2 separate regions of the Mus musculus genome follow, and region 1 is linked to region 2. The links are chromatin contacts, called in public Hi-C maps. All regions are on one chromosome and are shown on one strand. The core of a region is the stretch at or near the end of the contact, and the rest is flanking DNA. Distances in the headings are between cores, read along the strand shown.

Region 1 (4,577 bases), core at 1,782-4,281, 160 kb after region 2:
AGTACAAGCCATCTGGAGGATCTGGGGTGGCCTTCTGAGGACTATGGGTGCTAGACAGGCGAGCCACTAAACAAGGGAACCGGGCACGTGAGTGAGATCCAGCAAAGCCCTGGAGCGGCTGGGCTAAACCCACAAGGTCTTCAGATAGTAAAATTTCTAGACAATAAATATAAAATAAATGTTTAATGGGATTAAAGAGACATCAAAGGAGGGGGATTAAAATAATAGGAGCCAGGAGCCAGCCATGGCAGAAACAATCGAGCAGATTTGGAAACGAATAAAGAAATTAATAAGTCGGTAATTGTATAAATTGGTGTAATTACTCTGGGAAGCAATGTGCCATTATCCAGTGAATACGGGATGACCAAACCATCATTCTACTGTCTCTCCGGAGACAGGTGCAAAGGTCTGGGATCCCTGTCTGGGAAGCTTGGTTGGTTTGAGAGTGTCTCCTTATATAGCCCAAGATGGCTTTGAAGTTGTAATCCTCCTGCCTCAGCCTCTCAGAGTTATAGGTATGCGCCACCAAGGCCCTGCCTGCGGGTGTTGTTTGTACAGCAAAACCAATCAAGGAACGAACAAACCAAGAAAACACAACAGAACTAAAAGAAAAGAGAAAGGCAGGAAGGAATAGAGGGAGTGTGGAAAAGAGGGAGGGAGGGGAGGAAGAAGGTAGGAGAGAGAGGGGGAGAGACATAGGGAGAGGAAAGAGAGACTCTTCTTTTTGTTAATAATATTTGTATGTTTTATTCATATGAGTACACTGTAGCTGTCTTCAGACACACCAGAAGAGGGCATCAGATCCCATTACAGATGGTTGTGAGCCACCATGTGGTTGCTGGGAATTGAACTCAGGACCTCTGGAAGAGCAGTCAGTGCTCTTAACTGCTGAGCCATCTCTCCAGTCCTTTTCAAAGGCAGAAACAGCCGGTATTGGGAGGACTTGGCTTAAAAGGTAGTAGCTCCCCATCACAGGTAGGAAGATAAACTGAGACAGACATTCCCTATGAGTCTGTTTAAGATTCTCAGAGCTGCTTAGCATGGGATCCAAGTCGTATACTTCCTGAGACCCCCCAGCTTTGGAGCTGGTACCAGGGCCCTATACTAGGTGGCTTGTGTGACTGTCAGGGTAACTGCAGTTGTCATCTTGCTATACCTGTGTACCCATAAGCTGTCCCACTGTACCAACTCTCTGGAGCCTGGTCTGCACATCTGTCTCCCAGGCATCTGACTCACATGTTCCCAGGAACATGGAAGGCATCCAAGCCTAGATCTGTCTGGTCCTACAGATAGAGCTGGCCTCCTGTCTCTGCTTACACATGCCCAGCCAGACTTGGTCTCCTAAGCCGGTGCCCGGGGGTGGAGGTTGATGCTTGGGGTGGGGGGTTGGCACCCCTTTACATTCAGACCATCCCGGGAGCATCCTCTAAGCAGCATGACCTTGGAGGATGAGTGAAAGTCTCTGCGCCAAAACTGCTCATTTGCATAATGGAGAAAAGAATAAGACCCTTGGGGCTGCTAAGGGGGTGGGGAAAGCTGTGCGACTTTTACTGATTAGAAGAATCTGTATAAACACTCTGGGTTCAATCGGGGGCTCCTAAACCCTTTGGGGAGGCAAACACCATCCCCAGGGCTCCCCGCGTTACCCATTTCTCCCACTAAGCCAAGTCATCTAAGCTACATAGGCCTCTGCTTCACAGGACAAAACAGACACAGGGAGGACAGGAACACGAGGGATGTCACAGACCCCTGTGTGACCCCTGCTGTGAGCTTGGGGACAATCTTTGCCCCTCTCAGAATCAGTTCCTACTCAGCTAGATTAGTCGTAGCTCTAAGAGAGACACTGGGCCTTAGGATGGCCTGATAGCTTATATACCCTAGTGACCAGCCAGGAGAAGACCTACCTGGGATAGCCTCTCCCCAGGACTGCAGCCTGAACTGTCACTAAGCAAGACCAGCCTGGTCAGCTGAATCTCAAGTACAAGAATGAGGTGGTCACCTGGGTGAGCTGCCCCAGTTGGGGGTCCTGCTAAGCTGACTTACTTTGGTTGAAATGGACTGATCTATTCTCTGAGCTTTGTCCCTTTATAAAACACAGAGATGAGTCAATGCACACAGGCAGAGCCCTGGAGAAAGAAGGGACAGCCTGAAAGTGCTAGGCTCATGTGAAGCTTGGAGTCCTTGAGGCACACTGCATGAGCAGTCACCCCATCACCTCCAGATCTGCTCTGTCTATCAGTTGGCCAACCTGTCTCCACACCTATCGGCTAGCCGACCTGTCTCCACGCCCAGAGTCTGCCCAGCACCATGCTATGGACAGCATTTTTTCTACATCACTTTGCATACTGTGATCCTGACTTTCGGAGCATTGCTTGGGGTCAGCTTGCTCTTAAACCTGGAACAAACCCTCTGGTGCCTCCTTGTTGTCCCCACGATCCATGAGGTCACCTCGAATGGGGAGAAGCAGGCAGATGCTGGTGTTCTCTCTCCACTCACCTGCATTTGCCCTGAAGCCAATGTCCAGGCTTGGGGCTGGGGACATGTGACCTTAGCAGAATAGGAAGGGATAAGAGCAAGGCTGGTCACTCCCACATCAGCACACAGGGGGCCCATGTCACCGGCTGGCAAGCCAATGTAGCATCAGCAAGCACTGGACAGGGAAATAGATATAACCAAAGGACCATAAAAGAGGAGTCAGGAAGGATACCTGTGAGTCAGACTGGACCTTTGCCCTCTGCAGCAGCAGGGTACATCAGCAGGGCACACCACCCTCCAGGAACACACAGGCACAGACAACAGGAGCAGAGGCCCCTGCTCACGCCAGCCTCTGCCGCTGCAACACAAGGACACTGAAGTGCAGAAGGAAATCGCACTGCCTCTGCCAGGCCGCCACCTTTCTCTACCCAGATCAAGCATCTGGAGAAGGCCAGAGTGCCAGCCTCTGCCATTATAGTCACAGTCTTGTCCAGCTGCCCTGTCCCAGTCCCAGAAACTAACCACCCACTCTGAGGACAGGCTGGAACAGATAGTGACAGCAGTGAGTCACAGTTGCATGAGAGACAGCCATAGAGTGACCTTTTTCGGTGCGGGGACAAGTACTGTTCTAGACTGTGATGACTCTCTGTCTGGGCAAGAATGTTGTTTCTGATTCTGTCCACCAGTGACTAGTCCCTGCCAACCCAATCACTGCGCAAGTCAGGAGGCCAAACCCTCCTTCAATTAGGTTAAAGTAGGGAAGCACTGTATCCCTACTAAGTGCCAGGCTCCCTCCTAAGCTCTGTATTGAGCTTGCTACCTGTCCAGATGTTTTTACACACTAGGTATTGCTGTGCCCACTTCACTGAAAGGCAAGCTCAGCCCTGAAGACATGCAACCCCTTGCCCAGAGTCAGGAAGCAGCATGGGACCCAAGATCCCATCCCCAGCCCCAATATTCATCATCTATCAGTTCATTCATTTGTTGTTCCGGTTTTGTAAGACAGGGTCTTACTATGTAGCCCAGGCTAGCTTTAAGCTTGTGATTTTCCTCTTCCAGTCCCCTGAGTGCGGAGGTGAGAGGTGGGTGGCACCATCACCCATTGTTCATTCATTAGTCCTTGATTGTCCGGTCTTTGCCAGATATACTTGTAAGACTGGAAAGCTTATATTCAAGTTGCCAGGCCATGCTGGTGCAGTGTGACTACTATACCCTGAGTTAGCAGCATGTGTTGTGGAGGAGGTTGGTCTCATTCTGACTTGTCATTGCTCAGACATTAGCTATCGGTATGAGGAACATCACTGTCCAAGCAGGGAGAGTGACTACCTCCAGAACAAGGGTCCTGTACATCCGTTCCCGAACAACCTGCTGTAGCTAGAGCAAGAAGAAAAGAGGAGGTGTGCTTGGCTCCTGGTTCTGGGGATTTCATAGAGGATGGTAGCAGAGGCTAGATGAGGCATGGGGCTTCCAACACTGAGAGATACAGGGGAGGGGGCTGCAGTGTGTGGTTAGAATGTTCCCCAAAGGCCCCTTGGTTTGGTGCCTTGGTGATCAGCCCCTGGTGTTACTGGGAGGTTCTAGAACATTAAGAGGTGGGACCAAGTGTAAGAAAGTCAGATTGTTGTTGGCAAACCTCTACAGGAGTATTAAATACTGGCCCCTTGGATAAGGCTACTGTTATAGTCTCCCAGGCACTTAACCTGGGTGGGGAAGGGCAGTGGCCTAGTAGAGGCTGTATAAACAGGGACCTCTGCTCCTGCCATCTGCCCCTCTGTGTTCCTGGAGAGTACTGGGTACCACAGTGTGGCTCATGGAGAGGATGCTGGGTACCACAGTGTGGCTCATGGAGAGGATGCTGGGTACCACAGTGTGGACCATGGAGAGGATGCTGGGTACCACAGTGTGGCTCATGGAGAGGATGCTGGGTACCATAGTGTGGCTCATGGAGAGGATGCTGGGTACCACAGTGTGGACCATGGAGAGGATGCTGGGCACCACAGTGTGGCTCATGGAGAGGATGCTGGGTACCACAGTGTGGCTCATGGAGAGGATGCTGGGTACCACAGTGTGGACCATGGAGAGGATGCTGGGTACCACAGTGT
Region 2 (4,347 bases), core at 1,311-3,810:
TGGGTAGATGAATGGAAATATGTATAGTCTAGACAAGAACAAGAAAACTAGTTTGTCTTATCCTTCAAGAATTACTAGAAAAAAATGGATGACAAAGGTTCTGTTTGTAGACTTAGCTGGTGTCTAGTCTCTGTGTGATGGTGGACACACTTGCCTCCCCCTCTTGAAATTTCTTTCCCCATTACCAAATAAGATATTTGGACTGGGTGCTCACTCATGTTCCCTCAATCTCCCAGTCTCAGTGAGTCTATGATTCTGTGTGCTGAGGCCTGTGGGCCTGGATGGCTGTGGTGATTTCCAGAGGGCTTCACAGTCTCTCCTACCCTGTGCAGTCTTACTACTTCTACACCCAAACATAAGTTCTGCTCTTCCCCCCACCCCTCATGAATCTGAGCCAGCCCTGAGGCTGATAGAACCTTGTAGAAATAAATGCCCCCCCCCTCCAACCTCTGCCTCTGGTAGTGTTCCCTGTCAGAACCCAGCAGTCATTATGTGAGGGAGCTCAGCCGCCATAAAGAGAGACCCATGGAATAGAGCTAAAGTCCCATCCCACAGCTGCCAGCATCGGCCACCAGCCAAGGGAGGTCCTGCAGAGACTCACACATCATATCCCATGCCCCAGTCATAGCCAACACAAACCAGAGTGACAGAGGCACAGGCATGGCCCATGGCTTTGCCACAGTGCACGGTTACAGGTGATTGATTGCCTGCTCTCTGTCATGCTGGCTCAACAGAATTCTCCATAGCTAATACTTTGAACAGAAATTTTTGTGCTTGCAGATCTGGACTTTGGGAAGTCCAAAATGGAGTCCAGCATCTTGCTGTACCCTCAAATGGATGAAGGTAAAGGACAGAGTGGAAGGGCACCCATGCTTGCCCAGGTCCTTTTATGATGGCATGAATCCAGTCCTGAAGGTACAGCTACTGAGATTTAGACATGTTCTGGACACACTCCCTTTACATCACAGTCGCATTGGGGACCAAGTTTCCCATTGAGGAATGCTGGGGGCATTTCAAAGCAGAGCCCCAGTTTCGACTGGAACGACTGCACAGGGCGAGACTCTAAACCCCTGTCCAGAGGAGGCCTTGGCTGAAACATGGATTTTTAAGCGACATAAAAAAAAACTAAGTGCATCCATAGATTTCACGCAGATGCCAAATGGGTTAACATATGCATGCTTTGCCTTCTTGGCCGCCTCTTTGGGTCTGTTTTTCTATTTTCTTTGGCTTCCATTTCTCTTTCCCACCCAGCCCATCCCTGGGCCAACAAAGCTCTGATTTATTTTGAGGCTTATGGTGCAGTGCACCAGGGTTCACAGATGCGTTTAGAGAGAAAGGTACCAGGGGGTCGAGGTGCTATAAAAACATGGCGGACAGTGGGCTTTTTGCCATCTTAGGTCTGCTCTGCTTTGTTGATTGATGGTTCCTTGTGACAATCCTTTCAAGTCCACTGCACGACACCCTTCAGTTTATCCCTCTAAGTGGTTGTATGGAATTTCAGGCCTGAGCCAGCATAGTGGATCCTGTGATAGTGGATCATGTATGCCCTAGGGAGTTGATGAGTCATCAAAGGTTCATAATGGAACTTCCCGTTAAACACGTTATGCTGTCATTGCCCCCCACCCCACCAAGCTCAGGGAACACCCTGAAAGAGGGGGATGGGAAGACCGTAGGCGCCAGAGGTCAGAGAGGATTGAAATGAAGCAGTGCCTTCCAGTCACGACGGGACCGCTGCACACACAAACGAACGCACAGCAGCTGTGGTTGTCTGCACAGGATCAGGCCAGTTAACTTTCCAGCACAAAGAGAAGGAGCTCAGAGCCCCACCCCCAGCTGAGGAGCTATGGACTCTCACTTGGTGGCCTCTGGGAAGGGAGAGTCAGCTTTCTTTCGGGGTGTCGCTGGCCCCTGGTAGGCTAACCATGCTCCCGTGGATTGCCGCACATGGAAGAGATTTTTTTTTAGAAGAGAGAGGGCATGAGGTTGCAAACATCTAAGGAGGAGTTGACGGTGGATCTGCAAGGATTTGGAGAAGGAGCGGAGAGAAAATATATAATCTACATGCACTGAACAAAATGCTCAAAGAATGAATAACATTTTCAAAAACGCATTATATTGAAAACAAACGTCACAAGTGTTCAGAATATTGATTGTGCCTCCCTTGCCATCGTAGGCGTTCTGGAAGTTGTTGACTGTTGCCATGGAACTGGACCCAGTGGTGCACGGCACATCTCTCCCAAGATAGCACTCTGGGATGACATGTTGGCATTTCATGCTGGCTATGGGCCGTGTGTGCCCCGCGGAGCCTGGCAAGAACTGCACCTCAGGGCCAGATGGGCTGTTTGGTTGACTGTCTAGACTTGAGCAAGTCACAGAAGGAACATTACCAACCTGGTCGACCTCAAGGTGCGTCATGTCTGTGGTGTCATAAACAGCAGGACAAAGCTGGAAAAGTGTTCTGAGATCTGGAAACTCTTACTCTATCCAGAAGGAGGTCGCTCGTGCCAAGGAGTGAGTGAGTGAGGCGCCTGCCCACACCATCTCTCCCACATACACCTCACGGCAAGAGTGAAAATCACACTGAGTGTTCTGGGTGGGAAACTGTTTATCAGTTACTAACACATTCTTTAAGCCTGTTTATCCCCTGTTGATAGCACACACACACACACACACACACACACACACACACACACACACACAGAGTGTATCTGCTCCCATCTAACACAGAACTCCATTCTATGCATGCTGGATCACAGGGCATATTCTTTTTGATTAGATGTCTTCAGGTTGTCTCCAGAGTCTCACTGTTGAGAGGAAAGGGCTCTACCACCCAGCTTTTCCTCCAGCATCTCACCACCTCTTTTTATGCAGACCAGGCTATCTTCCAACTCTAGATGAACCCTCCTTCCTCTGCCTCTCAGGTGATGAGCTACCATTGTGTATACCTTGTTGTCCCTCTTAAGAAAAGCTTAACCTAACACAGAATACTTAGATGATATGACAAGGAAGTCTAGTTTATGCTATAAAAACGATCTGGCTTTATATGGAACAATCGGCTCTGAATCTCTTCTCTAGAGTACAGAATAACTGTCCCACTCATGGACTTGCCCACAGAGGACGTGTAAAATCGTTCCTGGCAGTCTGGTGGGTGCCCAGCACAACCTCATCATCTCACTTGCTCCCCCATCTGCTGGCAGCTCCTCATGGTTGATGCCCCGCCACACCCCTCACGCTTTCCTGCAGAGTTCCTTGTTCCCTTCTGTCAGTGAGTCTGTGTTCTCAGCATGTTAACAAACAAGCCTCGCTTGTGGGTTTTGTGTTCTGAGTCTCTGCTTGTCTTGATGTTGACTCTGTCATCTTCCATCAGGTAAAATTATGACCTAGTGTTTTTTATGACCCGGTCAGTGTTCATCCTGTCTCCTGCAGCTTCAGGGCATGGAGTCTTGGTCAGGAATATCTCCCCATGTCCAGAAATTTTATGTCTGTAGGAATTCTTGCTTCACTTTCAGCCTGTGTTAGTCACTTTTCTGTTGCTGCAGCTAAACACCATGACCAAGGCAACTTATAAAAGAAAGCGCTTAACTGGGTGTATGGTTCAAGAGTCTGCAATGGCCAAGTGAATGCATGGCGGCAGAAACAGTTGAGCGTTTACTTTTTGTTCCACAAATAGGAGGCACAGAGAGAGAGAGACAGAGACAGAGACAGAGAGAGAGTCAGAGAGAGAAAAACACACACAAACAGTGCAACACAGAGACACACACAGAGAGAGACAGAGACAGACAGAGCAACACAGAAACAGGCAGACAGACACACACAGAGAGACAGAGAGAGAAACAGACACATATACAGAGAGAGAGAGAGAGAGAGAGAGAGAGAGAGAGAGAGAGAAACAGATTCATACAGAGAGAGAGAGACAGAAACAGAGAGAAGGAGAGAAAGGAATGATGGTGTGGTCTCTTGAAACATCAAAGCTCCACCCCCAGTGACACATCTACTTCAACAAGGCCACACCTCCTAATCCTCCCCAGACAGTTCCAACTGTGGACCAAGTGTTCAAACATATGCCCCTGGGGCCCATTCTCATTCAGAGCAGCACAGACTGTCCAGGAGACAGGACAAAGTGTGGCCAGCTCCCTCAGCTTAGTGCAGGGGCAGCTTCTCACCAAGCTGCATTAGATATGGGTGCCCACCTAGTGAGCTTAGTTTTGTCTTCAATTATTTTGAATTTTCCACCTACATAGTCATGAGAAGTTTTCAGGACACAGGGAGAATGCAGCCAGATTCTTGGCTCCAGCCCAGTTCCTGGTAGAGCTGTCTCTTCTCTCTAACACTTCAAGAGATTTTTTT

What was found. A called contact is a pair of places that touch in the nucleus more often than the background predicts.
Region 1: a contact with region 2 is called in a Hi-C map of the N1E-115 cell line, with 2.2 times the contacts expected there. The contact joins two enhancer-like sites. A contact is called at or near these places in 1 of 15 datasets of contacts at CTCF or cohesin (large pre-B cells), 4 of 484 Hi-C or Micro-C datasets (the N1E-115 cell line, cerebellar granule neurons, differentiating embryonic stem cells and 1 more) and 2 of 115 datasets of contacts at active chromatin or transcription factors (astrocytes and differentiating embryonic stem cells).

The regions. Positions count from the first base shown.
Region 1 is chr15:84,520,435-84,525,011 of GRCm38.p6, forward strand. No RefSeq gene overlaps it. Among named protein-coding and RNA genes, the nearest start is that of Gm33966, 12 kb to the left of the region's middle. Within about 2 kb of position 3,032, at least 9 of the 459 cell types and tissues checked have an H3K27ac peak or open chromatin away from gene starts, as enhancers often do. A contact at or near this core is called in the N1E-115 cell line, where this site is marked.
Region 2 is chr15:84,364,396-84,368,742 of GRCm38.p6, forward strand. No RefSeq gene overlaps it. Among named protein-coding and RNA genes, the nearest start is that of Parvg, 42 kb to the left of the region's middle. Within about 2 kb of position 2,561, at least 19 of the 459 cell types and tissues checked have an H3K27ac peak or open chromatin away from gene starts, as enhancers often do. A contact at or near this core is called in the N1E-115 cell line, where this site is marked.